3 separate regions of the Gossypium hirsutum genome follow, and regions 2 and 3 are each linked to region 1. Evidence: chromatin contacts called from public Hi-C data. All regions are on one chromosome and are shown on one strand. The core of a region is the stretch at or near the end of the contact, and the rest is flanking DNA. Distances in the headings are between cores, read along the strand shown. Region 1 holds the start of LOC107951343 (receptor protein kinase CLAVATA1). Region 2 has its middle 28 kb from the start of LOC121216860. Region 3 has its middle 11 kb from the start of LOC107950989.

Region 1 (4,040 bases), core at 899-3,398:
TGAAAGCAATTTGATATTAAAGATCTCTCCGGGGATTTCACCTGAAAACTTGTTCATTTCAAGAGACAAAACTTGTAAACTCCGCAAATTGCCGATTGCCGGAGGAATTTTTCCACTGATCCAATTGTTTGAAATTTTTAACTGACCAAGCGAAGCACCCGACATATGTGATGGAAGTTCACCGGAGAAGAAATTGTCGCCTAACTCCATAATACTCAGCAATGGCAAGTTGAAAATCCCAGCTGGAATCGTCCCATTGAGAAGGTTTTTCATGATACGAATCTTGGTAAGAGACTTGCAGTTGCCAAGTTCTTCAGGGAGTGGACCAAAGAAGAAATTTTCCATCATAATCAACGTCTCCAACCTCCCCCCCCTGCATAAATCCCGAGGAATCAATCCAGTGAGGTGATTCGAAGCAACGTCAAGCTTATAAAGCTTCCCATTGCGCCCCAGATTCTGGGGCAATTCAAACGTAAAGTTGTTTCCCCACACCTGAAACACTTCAAGATGAGGATAATCGCCTACGAATGACGGTATCAAACCGTAGAGATTGTTTTTGAACAAATTTATAAGCGTAATGTTGTTCAAAGCAGAGAAACTGTCCGGTATCTCCCCTGTGAGTTCATTTATAGAAAGATCAAGTGATTTCAAGCTGATTAAACCAGAGAGTTGAGAAGGGATACGGCCGGTGAGACGGTTGAGTTGAAGGAACAAGGAGTGCAAGTGTTTCAAATTGCTCAAACTCGAAGGAATCTCACCGGTTAGGTTACAGCTTGCCATGTCGAGAAGTTCGAGTTGACTCAATGACCCATACTCAGGTGGAATGCCTCCAACGTAGGCGTTGAAGTATCCGATTACCAAGTATTTGAGGTTTGTTAAACTAGCCAAAAAGGCAGGAGTTTTCCCTGTTAAACCGATGCCATTAAGACCCAAATATTCCAAGCTCTGGATTTCAGAGTACTCCTCCGGTATCTCTCCCATGAAAAAGTTGCCTCCGAAAGATAAATGCTTGAGATATTTAAGATTGACGACCTCAATGGGAAGAACACCCGTGAAGTTATTGTTATAAGCATCGAGAGTCTCGAGGTGAATCATGCCTGCAAAGATTTCTCCAGGGAAACTGCCTTGGAAAACATTGTTGGAGATGTTGAATATCTTAAGAGAAGTCAAATTACCCATCTCCACAGGAATCCTCCCCGTAAGACTATCGGAAGAAATAGTGAGGTTGACTAGCTTGTTGAGAAGCCCAATTTCAGGAGGAATAGTGCCAAAGAGAGGAGCAAACGACACGTTCAGAGCAACAACACTGAAATCCTCATCGCATTGAACACCAGAGAAACGGCAATGTGCTGATGGAGATGAAGAGAATTCCCAGTTCTCGAGTCCCAAACCTTTGGGTCCAATCATTGAAGACTTGAGCAGCAACAGAACTTCAAGATCACTGGAACCATAGACGATGGCTGAGAAGAGTAGTAGAAGAGTCGAGAAAACACAGAGAAGATAACTGTAAAAGCTTCTCATTTCAGTGTTCTTCTCTTTTCCTGAGCTCAGAGAGAGGTGAAGGCTTTACTATCAGTAGCTCACTACGTTAAATAGAGTTGTACTGTATATTGGGTCGCAAAGAGGATCGTAGTTCCCAAAGCATCAAATGTTGGATATGAAATAAACAAATACAAAATCTGAACTCTGAAAAAGTCAGGGAGAGAGTGTGTGAAAGGGCGGAGTCTGGATTGCATGAAACCGCTAAAGACACGGCAATACGATGGCCCATGGTTCGCATCGTACACTACATGGAATTGAAAATGGTAGAACACAGAAAGGGTTAACGTTGAATTTACTAGTTTTTAAAGCTTGTCAGCTCTGTGAGTCAAACATGAGGGAGGGAGGGAGGGAGGGTCCCCATGGCAGCAGGAAGAACGATTGAAACGTTAACTCGGGACGGAGTTGATGAAGGTTACTATTTTACGTGGGGCTTAGAGACTGTGAATTGCTAAGGGTACTATACTCATCTGGTTTGACGGCGTGATCTGCCGGTTCTAAAGATTGGCCCTATTATAAATGCAGCTGCCCACTGCATTACTGTCAGACGCCAGTTGTTTTTTCTTTTTCTGAAAGAAAAAAATCACTCGGAAAAACTGTCAAATTCACTAGGTTGAGCTTGGTAAAAATATTATACCATATATATCTTATTATTATTTTGAGCATTTGGGATTATGAAAGATGAATGTGGATTTTGTCTTTTGGGGGAGTGATGAAGACAGGGGATGGGCTTTGGGGGTCAATTGCTGGGCCCAGATTAAAGGCTGTGAATGTCCTTTCCCGAAGAAACACCTTTTTCTCCCTCTGACTCCTTTTTGGCAGTGAGCTAAAAGTCTACTCTTTTTGTTCTTTTCTCCGATCGGGACCGTCCACAAAATAGGGGACCATTGTTGATTGCCTCTGCACTAACCTCTCCTTTTGCTTCCTTCCCTATCCCTTATGCAATTGTTTATGGACCAACCCAAGTATTCTGCAACTTCTTCTAACCATCCAAGTGCTTTGACATCCAAAGTAGAATTTCTTCATCATCTCATTCAAATATTTGTCTTCTTGTTTAAGCAACATTTATGATTGGGCCATTAGCTTGTTAGAAAACTCCCAAGGGAAAAAAATAAACTATGTTATAAAATAACATATGATAGTGTTCATGAAAAAGATAATGTAAACATGACTATATCATGAATATAGATATGCTGCATTGTGAGATAAGGTATAGATTAAAGAGTCAAATGGATATTAAATTTTTTTTGTAATTTTAAGAGTCCAAATTTCAGGAGCATAGGGAAAAACAATAAAAGATGAAGGTTAACCCTCACTAGGGCTAAGAATAAAAATCAACTCAAATCGAGATATTTAGATAGTTTATCGAATATAAGTTAAAAAATCACAATGACCCGAAATTGAATTAAATTTTATTTTTTATTTACATATAATTAATTTTAGTTTTTATGATATAAAAATAAATATTTTATATTTAAAATAGTTAATAATTTAAAAGTTCTTAAAGAATTATTGTTTTTGAGAAATATTTATGAAAAAGATCTAATTTTTTAAATAATATTTAAAAGTCATAAAATAAACCTCATTTTATCAAAATAAGTCAAAAAATAAAAACAATAAATTCATATAAAAAAATTGAGAACCAAATCGAACTAAACCGAATTATGATGGATGGTTCAGAAAATTTAAAAAATCTGATTGAACTAAATCAAAACCACCCTTGACAACAAATGTTAGGTACTACAAGTTAAATTTGTATCGATACAAGTATAAGATTCTCAAAAATATCTTTGAAAAAAAAGCTTAACCTCAACACCTGTAACTGTTGAAATTATATAACATCATCTCATCATGTCCCAAATTATGGAAATCAAATTCTCTCAAATTTTTTGGTAAAGAACCCTGACCTCAATACATATGAATACGAGGCTAGGGTAAAATTAACCACATGAACCTCAACATCAATTAGTGTTGAGGTCGTTTAATATTTAAAAAATGCACAATTTGAGAAATAATGAAAAGAGAATGTTTTTTTTTTTAATTTTTGAATATGGTGAAAAAAAATATTTCTACAATAAGTATTTAAAAAAAATTCATTTTCACGGTATTTTTTGGTAGTATCTTTATATTCATGAGTGTCGAGATTAATTTAGGGTTTTGATTATTGAACTACCTTGAAATTAAGGAAAGGATAAGGTGTAACGATTCAGTTTTCAACGGTGTCGTAAAAATTTGGTTTTAGATTGAATAAATTGAGTTGAGTTAGTAAATAATTCAAATAGGTTAATTACGTGTTGAGTATGAATACGGAAGGTTGAATTGTTAGGTTTTATTGAATTAAATGAAAATTAGTTTAGACTTAATAGGTCTTTCAGTGGTAATTAATTAGCAATTCTACCATCATTAAATAAAGGGTAGTCGCTTGGAATGTATGCAACCGTTGGATCCCACCATTGTTTTGATTATTGCTTGATAACCATTGATTTTGGTTTAATAATTTT
Region 2 (4,040 bases), core at 905-3,404, 590 kb after region 1:
TCTAATCGGATCAGGTTTATCATGTCAGGTGAGCTATTCAACTCTTGGACAGGTTTAGTCCCCAATAAATTATCTCTATTACTTATAACTATTTCTCAATCCTTGAATAGGAGAATAAATATAGTTTAGCATGCTTGAACTACGTTCTCTTACATCGATAACAATGTTCATGCTAACCAAGTTAAAATTCGATTATTTTTAATGTTATAATTATTTTAAATTGCATTAAATATTTTTATGTATTTATTATCACGGTTTAAATAAACCTTGTGAGGAATTTGATAAAAATATTTTATAAATTAAATCATTTGTAAATATGGTTAATTATGTACGTAATTTAAATTTTTATCTACTATATTTCTAAAAAACACTATTTACACTCAGAAATCTTGAATAATTTCGATCATTGATATAAATTTATCGTCGAATAAACACAATATAAATGTGAGTTCAACATGAACACTAGATGACACAACATAAATGCACGAAGGTGTTAAAAATCAAAGTAAAATAATTTTTTTCATTTAAAAAATAATTAGTGATGTGTTAAATTTGTACCAATATTTAGTACATTGAATATGATTATGATATAAAAAGGGTAACATGGTGGTGTTAACATGAAATTGACACCGATTTTAATAATGTCAACTAGTATTATATACAAAATGATTATATGACACAAGTATAATATGAGAATAATATAAATTAGATTTTCTCCTTAAAAATATATTTTTTAAAATTTATATATTAGTGAAAATAGATCGAGTGATGATGAATTAGTATTTTAATATTATTGAATATATGTTTAATTTTTGGATTTATGATTCTTAATTGATTTATTTAAAAATAATATTAAAGTAGGTAAAAGAATTATGGGTGTTTTTATATTAGGAGTCAAATTGTATTTTTTTTTCTCTCTACTAAAAAATAAATAAATTAGTCCTTATACGTTAAATCAAAGAGAAAATTAGTCCTTTCTGTTAAAAAATTTATTTATTTGTACTGTTAAAAACTTGCGTGGTTGACTGAATAACTAGAAAATGACATGTGACGTGTCATGTGTACATTTTATTGATGTACAATGACTAGTTTTTAATAGAAGAATTGGATGGAATTTTTAATAAAACAATCATTTTGCATTTAATCTAATGTCCAAGGATTAATTTGCCCATCTTTTAAGCAGAGGGGACAAAATGCAAATTGAATCCTGATATAGGGGTGTCCATGTTATTTTACTTATAAAAGTATGAAAAGACAAAATGGCTTCATAATAATATTATAGTTTAAAATAAAAATATTCATGTAATTTCATTATTGAGTTGGTAACCTAACTAAGAGTGACACTAACTTCGCCAAATTTTTAAATATTAAATAATGAATTTTTTTTTATATAAAGGAATTATAAATATATAAAATTTCATATAAATATATAATACCATGAATATGATTATTACATAAAATACAAATACATATTTTTTTAGTTTTTTTTATATATATATTTATGAATTGTAACAAGGACAATACAATTATAAATACAAGTATTAAACTATTATAAATGAACTGTACATTCAAATTATTATAACATAAACAAATTAAGAATTAATATAGTTTAAACTAAAATCAACCAATTACGATTAAGTAGACCAAAACTCTCATATATTATAAAAGTTAAAAACTTATATAAATTAGGCATGATAAATCTTTGAAGCAAAATCTCTACTTTTACCAATTAAATGAGGTAATGATTTGTTAATATATATTTTAAAAATAGTCACGAATTCTTATGAGATTCGATGTGATTAAGCAAGTAAAAAGAGAAACATTGAATTCAATTCAAATTAAGCAATTCCATGATCTGGGATAACAGAGATTATTCCATTAAATGGACAAAGACGTCGTTATACATCGTTTAAATCAAAATTAATAGATGTGAATGAAGGTCACGTGCATGGCACCGACCAATCATGGACCGGAAATTCACATCAAGACTGGCTGGCCTTCTGCCACGTGTACCAATCCCTTAAGGTCTTGCACTGTATTATCACATAAAATATTTAATGTTTTACTCCTATTTTCTATTTATGTGTTGCTCTTGCATAAGATGGTCATTAAATAGTCTTGGGTCCCGCCAAGTGGGATACGTGTATTGCTAGGATTCTTTCAAGTCCCTTTCAAACCAGACCAACATCCTAGAGCCCGAGGGAGTGATCAACGGCTGGTATCTCCTCACCGGCTATTTCTAATTATTCGATCCAACGGCGTCAATCGAATTGACGGCTGCCGCCCAACAGTGTTTCCCAAGCCTTGGACTGCAATGGCTGTCGGTAAATTAGGTGTCTGTGGTAACATTTTTATTATAAAGAAAATGAAAAAAAAAAAGAAGTAAAGGAGAAAGTATGTTACTAGTCCCTGCATTTCTATATAATTTGATATTTACTCCCTATATTTTAAAATTTAAAAACTCAATTCTCTTACTTTTTCAATTTAAAAATCTTAATCCAATAATTATCATATGTTAAAATGTTTATTTTCACTCATATGACATGTCAGATGAGGGAAACTTAATCAACATGCTAAATTGGTAAATTTTGACAAAAAATACTTACTATTTTAATGATTGGATTGGGATTTTTAGATCAAAACAGTTAAAGGGCTTAATTTCTAACATTTTAAATATGGAGAACAAATCTCAAATTTTATCAAAAGTATAGGGCCTAACAGACAATTTTAACGAAAAGTAAATTACAATAAAAAATAAAGTAGCCGTTGGAGACGTGGAGTTTATTACTTGTATAAAAAGAGGCACAGACTTTAAAACACATGAAAGTCAGGAAGAAAAGTAAAATAAATTAAAAATCCAAACCATTTCGGATCCCTCTGGGATCGAAATCGATTTTGTATCTATTTTCTGTTTATCAATAGCATTTTCTAACCAATAATATTCTTTTTCTTTTTACTTTTCATTGAGAAAATCTGTAAAGATTTCCTCTGAAATATATATATCTTGAACATGTTTTTGGGTTCAGGCTTTTGATCATATTATTGCGAAGATCATCGCCTCTTTTTGTTTGATATTGAAAAAGCTTGTTCGTTGTTTGCCAAAGCAAAACCCAGTAGTATTATGGATGGGATTTTCTTGCCATCTTCAGCTGAGAAATCTGTTTCTCCAAACAAGCAACTCAAGAACATTCCAAGGAGACATAGTAGTGGAGCTCACACGAGCATCATCCATGGGGGGGAGGAGGAGGAGGAGGAGGCCTCTTTTTGGCTCCCCTACCTTCTCTTTCCTTCTCTTATCCATTCTATCAGGCTCAGCAGCAACCACCTCTCCTTCCACTTCCACTCCCTAATAAACCTCTTCATACTTCGCTCCCTTCTCGAACCCCAACCCTTCTATCTTCTCCATCTAACCTCAAAAGCAACAGAAACAAAGACCAATCTCTGACCCCTCCAAAGAGATCAAAATCAAAGCAACTCAGTGGGAAATCAGTAGGAGAGCCAAAGAAACTTCAAACCAGACCAACGGAGGGAAAAAAAGCACAAGGTGCAATTAGTAAGCCCTTTGTCATGGCATCAGGAGGACCCCAGGTGGCTGCGAGAGATTTGGAGAGGCTTTCAAGTTCTATCTTTACACTCTCTCCACCACCTAGCAGCTTGCCTTTGCCCAGCTTTTCGCTTAGACCAAAGCTTGGCTGCAAGGCTGAAGCTGGTGGAGGAGTCGATGATGGAGCCACTGACAATCTCCGACGACTCCTACGTCTCCCTTGAAGGGTATTTTCCGTAAATAAAGGCCTGAACAATAATTAAGGGTAAGCAGTAACTTCTGTTCTTCCTTTTTCGAGATTTTCTCCTTAATTGTCTCATGTCATGGGAAATTATAAAGATCACCTCATAATTTTTTTGAGCTGAGGTGCTGGAATAAAAGAAAAACTAGAGTGGATAAGAAGTGTGCTTGCTTCTGAGTTCTAAGGCTTTGGGCCAATAGTTTGTTCAACTTTTCCATTTTCTTTTATAGCGTATTAAGTATATTGTAACTTAGA
Region 3 (4,040 bases), core at 437-2,936, 550 kb before region 1:
GTTCCAGTTGCCACAAACACAACCAAGTATGTTATGTTATGCTTGTTTAGATTTAATTTTTTTGAGAAATTAAGCCAAAATTCCTAGGTAATATTTCTTCTTTTTTTGCAACAGAGCACATCAAGGTTTTGGATGGGTTGGAGAATGGGCGAGCACAGGGTTAGTGAAAGGCTTTTCTTTGTCTCTCTGTGTGCATATTGTCACATGTGAATGGACTTATTCTGTTTCCTGGTGTTTGACAGCAATGAATTTGGAAGAAGCGCAGCGGTAAATATTGCCCTCACCGGCCTTCAGACGCTTTATCATGCTGATAAAGCGAAAACAGATGCATACGTCCTTGAATTGGTGGCATTGCTTCATCATTTGATCAGCTTAGTGAAACAAAGAGATCACGGGTCCAAGCCTCAGACATTTCGATCTCCTTTTCACTCCAAGATGCAGCGGCAATTTCTATCCTTGAATAGTGGTACTAAACCCCGCAAGGTTGAACTGTCAGAACAAGACAGGAAGTTGTTAAGCAAGGTGAGTGGGAGGAGATTGGTTCCTGGAATCAGCAAAAGTCAGGAATTTCCTTTAGGCAAAAACAAAAGGATCAAAGTTTGGGCATTAAGTAGAAGTGCTGGGAACTCTCCTGATAGGGCAAGAAAGAGTTGCAAGCATTCAAAAACAAATATATTGGATGTGATGGATGGTTTAGACCTCGCAACTTGAATGTCACTTCTTGTCTCATTCCTAACAGTCCCATTCTTCTCATTCTATTATTAAATATATGTGAGATTCATTAGAGTGTACATAATACCTTCCATATATTGTATATTGGTATTTTTTTTCCCAAGTCATCTTAACAAGTGGATATATTGTTTTTGTTTTGGTATTAGTATATATTGATATTAGCACGTTTTAATATTTGTAAAATCTAATTTTAATCGAAATGAAACTTAATTTCGTATTGAAACAGTATGGTATTAGTCAATCCAAACAAATTTGAGTTAGAGGTGAACAAAATTTGATTTGATTCAAAAAAGTAAAATAAAAATTCAAATTTCTAATTAATTGAATTGAGTTGTTCGAGTCAACTCAAATAAGTAATTTCAGTTTTGAGTCGAGTTAAATTTTACAATTCGAATAATTTGAATAATAAATTAATTTATTGAATTTAGTGAATTCAAGCCGAGCCGGGCTAAAAATGTCTTACCTAAGAACCGGCCTGTTTTTTAAACAGACCTTATTTTTTGTCTAAATCCATTTTTCGAGCCTATATTTTTACTCAAACCCTCCCACATTAGGTGGTCTGGCCTATTAACAAGTCTAATTAAGAGTCAGATTATATTTTAATCTTATACTTAAAAAATGGTGTCTATTCCATCAATTACGTTAACTTTTAATAATACAAATAAATAAAATTACAAATAGTAACTCTTCAAATCTCGTAGTTTTGGAGATAGTAACCCAATAGTGCTCTCCAGAAAATAATTTCAATAATCCACAAACAACTCAGCAGAGTTTCTCAATTTGCTTTGTATCCTACCAAAAGAATGACAAACTTAATTTCGAAACTAGAATTATTGATGTGCTTTTTTCCCTCCAAGGTAGAGATCAGGTGGTAAAGATAGGAGTGGTAGTGCCCAAGTGTTGGCAAAGCCTGCGAGTAATGACCACTCAACATATCCCGTTCAGTGCCTAAAGTATCAGGCTATAGTCTTTGGGGACCCTTCTATTTTATAGGAGATGTCAGTCCTTGCTTCCCGTCTCTGTGCAATGTGGGTTTTACACATTAGACTAGCTTAGCGGCCCTTTTGAGTTTTTAACCTATTTTGTCCCCACTCCTCACTATCTATTTCTTTTTCGATCTCAAAAATGCCTAGTATAAGGTTTAGGCTTCTTTTGGTTCACCGTTTAAAGCTAGTGAGGTGCAGTTGGACTTCCAACCTCACTGGGAAGATGTTTGGTTGAGTGTTTCAGTGCAACCAAAATCAATTCTCACCACACTGCTATCCCAAAAATCAACTGGAGCTTTCAGCAGCAATAAGCTCACTGGTTGAACTTCCATTTATTATTTTACCATTTTATCCTTAAAGTTTCTTTATCAATCTGTTATTTTTTTCAGATTTGGCGGGCAAATTCTGCTATCTATGTTGGAGTTTCAACACACTTTAACCGGGTAAAGTAAGAATTTCAAACAGAGCACCAGCAGCAACGTATTATACCCGGGTAAAATATGAAGGAAAAATGCTTGAAGTTCAAGCTTTTAGCTACTGTCAAGAATGGAGAACAGAACTTAGAATTTTTAGAAGGCAAAGGAAGAATGGAGCATATGGAAGAAAATATGATGATTTCATTCGTTTTAAACATTGGTTATATAATAAAAATTAAAAATTAAAAATTATTATCATTTTATCTAATAAATAATTTAAATTGATTATATAATTCATTAAAATATTTATAATAAAATATTAAAAGATACATTTTAATATTTTATTAAATAAATTTATAAATTCACATATTTTAATAATTTTATATAAGTAAAATAATTTAAAAACTTCTATTATATATCAATTCTAATATGATGTCCTTAATAGTCATTTTTCATTTTCACCTTACCGCTACAGCTGCGTTTGAATCCAAACACACACTCTACCGCTGTTTCTAATCTCACCGCTACAGTATCCAATCTCACCGCTACAGTAACTAATCTCACCGCCACCGCTGTTTTTAACCTTACCGGAGGTAAACACACCGTCCATCCAAACTAAGGCTTAATTTGGATGGGCGGTGCGTTTACTTCTGGTGAGATTCAAAATAGTGGTAGCGGTGAGATTATTTACTATGGCGGTGAGATTGGATACTGTAACGGTGAGATTAGAAATAGCGGTGGGGTATGTGTTTGGATTCAAACACAACTGTAGTGGTGAGATGAAAATAAAAAATGACTATTAAAGATATTACATTAAATTAAATTAAATTAAATTAAATTAAATTAAATTATATATGTAAAATAAATAATTATTCCATATTAAATAATATATATTAAATTTTTATTTATATTAAAACAAAAATTTTATTAATAAACAATTACATTACATAAAGTTCATGTATCTACTTATTTATAATTAACTTTTATTTATATATTTATTTTAAAATATATTTATAGTAAATATTAAAATAATTATGACAATAAACATATAATTTATATATTTTATGATAAATATATATATTTACTACATCAACATATATAAAAGAATAAAATTTATTTAATTGCTATATAATAATAACATTTGTAATTTACTTATTTGGATACCCAAAAGTCTTATTTTCACACCCATATTAAGGATAAAGTGGTAAAAATATTACCCACTATAGTTGCGTTTTGTTTACTGGTGTTTGACACTCCAGTCTAAAACTTTCTCACCAGTGCGTTGAAAGATCTTTCGCTGGCAAAATTTGTTGTCATCCAAACAGGTATATATGGTGCGATTGCACCAAAATCAAGAATAAACGGGCTTCACTGGAAGTAACTGGGCATCCAAAGGAGCCCTAAAACAATAAAGAGGTGTCACCGCGGATTTCTAATAATGTGGTTGAGAATTTAATCATGCTATACGATTAGTTATTTATTTTTTTAACAGTATCTGTGATGAGTGAATTTGTCACTGTTGTTGACGAAGGATAACTTGATTTTGATAAAAAAAATTAAAAATATAAATTTTTATAAACTAAAAGTGAGGGCAATCTTTATTTTAAAACAAATAATATCTCATTGTGGATATATTTCAACAATCTTTACCATCTTCTTAGAAATCAATTATAAATTAAAAGATATATTATTATCTTTACTAACTGTTTGATTCATAAATTATATCTATTTAATAGAGTTTTTTTATATAAAATAATTAAATTGTTTATTTTATGTAAAAATTATTAAGTGATATATATTAATTTACAAAAATATATTATATTATTTATTATATTATATTGATAATTAAATAATTGCTATCTTTTTTATTAAATTTATAAATTTAATACTCATATTTTAAAATCTA

Evidence for each region. A called contact is a pair of places that touch in the nucleus more often than the background predicts.
Region 2: a contact with region 1 is called in a Hi-C map of leaf, with 3 times the contacts expected there. The contact joins the enhancer-like site here to the promoter of LOC107951343 in region 1. A contact is called at or near these places in 6 of 34 Hi-C or Micro-C datasets (hypocotyl, leaf and seedling).
Region 3: a Hi-C map of leaf shows a contact between it and region 1, with 1.9 times the contacts expected there. The contact joins the enhancer-like site here to the promoter of LOC107951343 in region 1. A contact is called at or near these places in 5 of 34 Hi-C or Micro-C datasets (callus, hypocotyl, leaf and 1 more).

What each region holds. Positions count from the first base shown.
Region 1 is chrA02:29,826,255-29,830,294 of Gossypium_hirsutum_v2.1, forward strand. LOC107951343 (receptor protein kinase CLAVATA1) reads right to left here and starts at 2,149. Exons shown (of 2, transcript XM_016886352.2): 1 at 1-2,149. The coding sequence starts at 1,521.
Region 2 is chrA02:30,417,652-30,421,691 of Gossypium_hirsutum_v2.1, forward strand. No RefSeq gene overlaps it. Among protein-coding and RNA genes, the nearest start is that of LOC121216860, 28 kb to the right of the region's middle. Within about 2 kb of position 2,155, at least 4 of the 9 cell types and tissues checked have an H3K27ac peak or open chromatin away from gene starts, as enhancers often do. A contact at or near this core is called in hypocotyl and leaf, where this site is marked.
Region 3 is chrA02:29,273,600-29,277,639 of Gossypium_hirsutum_v2.1, forward strand. It overlaps the pseudogene LOC107950990. Among protein-coding and RNA genes, the nearest start is that of LOC107950989, 11 kb to the right of the region's middle. Within about 2 kb of position 1,687, at least 5 of the 9 cell types and tissues checked have an H3K27ac peak or open chromatin away from gene starts, as enhancers often do. A contact at or near this core is called in leaf, where this site is marked.